2 separate regions of the Mus musculus genome follow, and region 1 is linked to region 2. A link is a contact called in public promoter capture Hi-C data. All regions are on one chromosome and are shown on one strand. Each heading gives the region's core, a stretch centred on a gene start, on an enhancer-like site or on the middle of the called end of the contact. The rest is flanking DNA. Distances are from core to core; before and after follow the strand shown. Region 1 holds the start of Sectm1b (secreted and transmembrane 1B). Region 2 holds the start of Rac3 (Rac family small GTPase 3).

Region 1 (2,700 bases), core at 152-2,651, 340 kb before region 2:
CAATGGCTTTGCAAAAATGAGGGCCCAAGTTTGATCCCCAGAACCAGTGTAAAAAAAAAAAATTAAAAGCTGAGTATGATGTGCACAGTTATAATTCCAGCACTGAGGAGGTACCGCTCTCTCAGACTCACTGGCATACCTGGTGAAAGCCAGGCCAACAAAAGACCCTGCTTCAAAACTGTGAATAGTGCCTAAGGTAGGACACACACACACAAAGGGGAGGGGAGAAGATGGGAGGGAGGGGAAGAAGGAGGGAGGGGGAGAGAGGGGGAAGAGAGAGAGAGGGGGGAGAGAGGGAGAGAAAGAGAGAGAGAGAAATTAAAAATAGGATTAAGCCACAGAGGACAGAGGACAACAGGAAATAGATACCCAGCACTCCTAAATTCTCAGCAGATCCTGCTGAGGAAATTGAGAGTGACCTTGGAGCATAAATCTCTGAAAACTCTGTGGGTGAGACAGGAGATGTCACAACTTCTGATCAGAGAATGTGCAGAAGGTGACTCCTAGTGGAGCTAGGACACAAGCAGCTGTGTCTGCCAGTGAGACCACAGCAGGACTGTATACACACTGAGACCGTGTACACACCGGGGTGGGATTTTTGCACACAGACTCTCCAGAAGGCTAAGCTGCATCATCACCTGTAGACACTGACCTCAGAGTTGGAACTGTCACTGGGAAAGACTTGTAATGTTGTTGTCCCTGCCTTGTGGTTTCAAAACAAATCACCTAGTTTCACTTTCACGGTGAGTTTTCACTGAGACAACAAAGGTGTTTTAATGTTTGGGGTGAGACACGGAACCTTTAGCTGCCCTTCAAGATTCCTTACCACAGGACATCCTTGCCCCACCATCCCAAGGACCCCTACCTCCGGTCTGGTAGCCTAAGCCTTGCCGGAGGGATACTACAATCATGGGATCATGGTTATCTGATCCTCTCTCTAACGTTGGCACTAGGGATATCTGGGAACCCTGTGAATGTGGAGCCCATGCACTGTGTCCAGTGTGGGCACTAGGCTCCTGCCTTTCCCTGTGTGGTTGCCCAGAGTCTTCTTGCCTGTGATGTCCCATGCAGGGAGACAAGTCCCCCTAAATGAGCAGTCCCTGAGCCCTGAATCAAACACTGACCGCAGCCATGACTAGCCTAGGAAAAGCCTAGACTTTCTTCCCGTGCTCCTAAGGCAAGTAGCTAAAAGCCGCTTTCAATTAAAATGTTTTAATGAAGGAGTCACTCAGAAACTCATCACTGTTGTGTGGACTCAGGGTAGTTCCTGCAAATGACACTCTTTCCCGAAGTTTGTTTTCTTCCTGGATTAATGCAGTCCCTTGGGTATGAGAACGGGTGGTACTTGGACCGCCTCCTCCCTGACACGCCCTCAGGTCAGGATGAGCTCAGCAAGGGCTACACCAGAGTTCATTGCCAGAGAAGCAGGTAAGAAGCTGGAGCACACATGCAGGTGAGAACTGGAGGGGAGGTGGCACCCAGAGTGTTGGGGCTCTAAAGCATGTGGGGTGAGACCCTCAGGCAGGGTGTCCCTGGCTGCAGCCTCTCTGGGACCCTCTGTTTATTGGATGCCTGTGTCTCAGTGATTTGTCCAGAGTAAAGGTGAGGCTGAGGAGTGTCCAGGCACCCTGGACATCAGGAGCAGAGTGGATCTGTGTCTCTCCAGGTGCCTCCCACCAAGCTCCAGGAGGAGCAGGTGCAGCAGCTGGGTTCTTCGGTGTGAACTGAATGGGAAGAAGAGAACAGAGCATTCTTTCTTGTCATCTGATCATGAGTACGTAAGCCAGGGGGAGGGATTTGGTGCACACAGGTGAGCTGCAGTTGACACGGGTGAATTTCTGAGGCTGGTCACTCAGAGAATCAAGACTCTATGTTATGCTCAGTCAGTGACCTGTGTGGGTCCTGTTGTTTGGGTCTCATCTTAACATAAGTAGAAGCCAACGTCTGGCTGTGGGGTTGAAGGTTCTTCTTGTGACTTTCTTCTGCAAAATCCTTGAGGCTCCATGCATGCAACTCCCAGCTGAGCTGAAGGCCATTGTGTTGCATGGGATGGGGTCAGATCTGCTTCTATCTCCTTTGGGGCTCAGCACTCATAACTGGTGGACATAGGTCATGGCATCATTTCCATCAGGAGATCCAGCAAAGGCATTGGGAAGGGAGTGTCAGAAAGGTGACATACCATGTTGGCTGTGCCAGCTGAGTCCTGAAACAGAGATCTCCCCTAAGGAATCAAATAAAAATACAGGGAAGGGACTTAACCCACACAGTCCTTGGGCAAGAATGGCAACAAAGTCTGTCAACCCATCTTTAAGGTACTAACATGAGCTTTGGGCTTAAATAGAGGAGTGGGAAGGGTCTACATCGTTAAGAAGTCCTGGTCACAGCGTAGTCTGGTTGATCACTATCTCAGTTCTGATAGGGTGCTGCCAATAAGTCCTGGTTGAGGGATAATGGGGTTCCGAAAAGGTGGCTCCTCCTGCTGGGGTGACTGTGTTAAGGGATCTGTGAGAATGTTATTCTGACACCCTGGATCACTGCAAACTAAGAACAATGACTAGAGACTTTTCATGCATTTCGGGGGGATCTGGAACATGACACTACGAAAGCCAACAGATGCTTCAGAGACTCCCGTTCTTTGTCTCCTCAGCCATGAGGAGTTCATGGGCGTTAGACAAAGGCTCCTTGAGTAACTGCCATACT
Region 2 (2,867 bases), core at 66-2,565:
AGTGACCAAAGGATGTCCTTGCAGGTAGACAAGGCTAGCTCCCCATTCCATTCAGGAACCACCCTACACCCAGAGTTCGAGGCTAGTTCCAAGGCTAGCTCCCCACTCCATTTTGGGAACCACCCCACTCCCAGAGTCGGCCCTCTTGCCGCCTACTGTTTGAGGATAGGAGAGTGGCCGAAGCCTATCGTAGTCTTCCTGGCCAGCAGTGTCCCACAGCCCCAGGTTAACTGGCTTCCCATCCACCATCACGTTGGCTGAGTAGTTGTCGAAACTGCGAAGTAGAAAGGCTAGGCTGGGCAGGGATGCCAGGCTACTGGTGCCCAGACAGAACCCAAACTCTGGCCAGCACCCCACCTCACCACGGAAACCCAGAACCAGGGTCACTTGAACCAGCCCTGGAACCTTGGGAGGTCCCATGCACGTGTGCCTGGCCTCTAGTGGCCAGCCCCGGCTACCTCCCGATCCCCATGCACTCACACTGTGGGGATATATTCTCCTGGGAAGGCGTTGGTCGTGTAGCTGATCAGCAGGCACGTCTTCCCCACGGCACTGTAGAAAGAGGTTCAGCCCACGTGGATCAAGGACCGAGCCTCCGCCCCTTCTTCCCCCACCCCCGGCAAGGACAGCACGCTCCTACAGAGCTAGAGGTTACTTTGGGTGACTGGGGTGGGGTGGATAGGTCGTAGCTCGGTAAATCTGCGGCCACCTGGGACTAATAGAAAACGACCAGAGCAGGCTAGCCTACGAGGGAGCACAGTAGTGGGCGCGGCTGCAAGGGCTCACAACCCTGGATAGGGCACGCCGCAACGCACAGGGGCGTCAGAGCTCCAGCACCTTGGGTGGCTGGCGCGAGGGTGGAGCCACCCAGGAATCAGCACAGGTGAGGCCCCCGCCCCACCCACTGAGAGCACCGGGCAGAGGCCGGGCAGCATCAGGTGTGCCCGGGCTGGAAGAAGTGGATAGCTTCAGCTTGACCCCACCCCATCAGTCCCTGGACGCACGCGGCCGAGCTGTGGTGGGGGCGCGGCAGAGCTGCCTCGCCTGGACCCCGCGCGTCTGTCTGCCCCGCCCCGCCGAGCCGCACCCCGTAGCCGCCTACCAGCCCCTCCGCCCCTGCGGCTCGGGACAGCGCACTCACCCATCGCCAACCACCACGCACTTGATGGCCTGCATGGGCGCGGGGCCGGGCGGCGGCGGGCGCGGCCGCGAGCCGAGCTGCGGAGAAATGCCCGGCGCCGCAGCGGCCGCGGACCCGAACGCCGAGCGAGCGGCCGGAGACAGCCGAGCACCGCCGAGTGTCGGGTGCGAAGACAGCCGAGTGCGCGCAGGCGGGGCGGGGCAAGGGGCGAGCTGCGGCGGGGGCGGAGCCCCAGCCAGTCCTTGGACCCCGAAGGCTCAGGCTGAGGGTCCGCACCCAGGAACAAGGACGTGCCACGGTGTAGCTCAGGTTGGCGACGCCACAGAAATGGATGCGCCGGGGCGGCCGAGACTGATGCTTAACAGGGACACCAGCCCACCCTGCAGCCGAGAAACCCTCGTGTCTACGACCCACTACAGAGGTGGCCTTCCTAGTTGCCTGAGAGCAATCAGAGTGACCCAGTAGTCATTTTCGCGGTTGGGGCAACTGGTGCAGAAAGGAACTGGACGAGAATTTATCACCAAGTACAAAAGTTCTGTATTTCCACCCTGCCATTGGGGAGTCTGCTTCCTCCCACCGCTGTCCTGTCCTGTTTGTGGTTCTGGGACCGGGTTGTCTGAGCGCGATCCTGTATGCTTCATCGCGCCTATGCTAACGGTGAACTGTGGATGAAGTCCCTTGGACCGGCAGGTGTGCCGCTGAGCACCGATGTTGACAGAACCCTGCCCTGCAACTGCAGCTGATGCTTTTTGGACCCCGGGCCTGCCCTTGAGAATGGGATGCAGCATTTCTACCCTCGCTGGGCGCTTCGGTTCTCCCGCTTCCCTTCATTTAGGGGGACTCAAGGCTCTCAGAGGGGACCCCTGCACGTAAGCCAAGACAGCGTTTTGCAGGAAGCTTGCCCTCTGGGCCTCTTCGTCCCGGATACGGGAGATTTCTGCCTCTTTGAGCCGCAGCTTCTCTCGGAGAGATGCGTTCTCACTCTCTCTGTCCAACAGCGCCTCCCGGTGTTCACTCCCGATCACTGCAAGAGAGAGACTCAATAAGGAGGGGGTAGTAGGTGTCTTGCCTTCCTGCAGCCATGAGGTGGTGCGGCACACCTTTAATAATAATAGCTCTTGGAAGGCAGAGGCAGGCAGATCTGAGTTCGAAGGCCAGCCTGGTCTACAGAGTGAGTTATAGGGCAGCCAGGGCTACACAGAGAAACCCTGTCTCAAAAAGGGGGGGGGGGGGGGCTGGGTCTTTAGAAAGGAAATTCCCCCACTTTTACCCCCGCCAAACTCAGCTGCCCAGGTGACATGTGCTAACCTTTCATTTGACGCTCCAGGGCTGCCACCTTCTCTCTCAGCGCCTCCTGGGCCACCAGGTCAGCCTGCATACGGCCCATCTGTTCCTGCAGCTCTACTCTGACCCTGGCCACTTCGGCCACTTTTTCTTGGTCTTTGTTGATCAGCTCCTGGGATGGGGTTGGGGAGGGTGAGATCATGGCCTGGATGCAAACTCCTGGTGTCTGTGCCCCTTGATGCCAGGCTACCTGTTGCAGCTCCTCCAGACGCCGCTGCTGCCCCTCCATCTGCAGGTTCAGCTGGCTGACCCGTGCCTGGGACTCGGCTACCATCTGCTTCTGCTGCACGCAGGTGCCCTGAGCCTCGTCCCTTGCCTGTGCCAACAGCCGGATCTTTTCCTCCAGATGAGCAAGGCGGTGTTGCTGTGGGTGTGGGAATTG

What was found. Capture Hi-C pulls out chosen DNA fragments and counts their contacts.
Region 1: a promoter capture Hi-C map of liver shows a contact between it and region 2, with 4 times the contacts expected there. The contact joins the promoter of Sectm1b here to the promoter of Rac3 in region 2. A contact is called at or near these places in 1 of 39 promoter capture datasets (embryonic stem cells), 1 of 15 datasets of contacts at CTCF or cohesin (embryonic stem cells), 9 of 484 Hi-C or Micro-C datasets (CD8 T cells, the G1E-ER4 cell line, the MNK3 cell line and 4 more), 3 of 115 datasets of contacts at active chromatin or transcription factors (embryonic stem cells, fibro-adipogenic progenitors and pancreatic cancer cells) and 2 of 9 other capture datasets (adipose tissue and liver).

What each region holds. Positions count from the first base shown.
Region 1 is chr11:121,062,270-121,064,969 of GRCm38.p6, reverse strand. It overlaps Sectm1b (secreted and transmembrane 1B), which reads left to right and starts at 1,401. Exons shown (of 5, transcript NM_026907.3): 1 at 1,401-1,453; 2 at 1,667-1,774.
Region 2 is chr11:120,719,916-120,722,782 of GRCm38.p6, reverse strand. Rac3 (Rac family small GTPase 3) reads right to left here and starts at 1,315. Exons shown (of 6, transcript NM_133223.4): 1 at 1,142-1,315; 2 at 481-552; 3 at 157-274. The coding sequence starts at 1,176. Lrrc45 (leucine rich repeat containing 45) reads right to left here. Exons shown (of 18, transcript NM_153545.2): 16 at 2,676-2,849; 17 at 2,450-2,597; 18 at 1,655-2,165. The coding sequence ends at 1,969.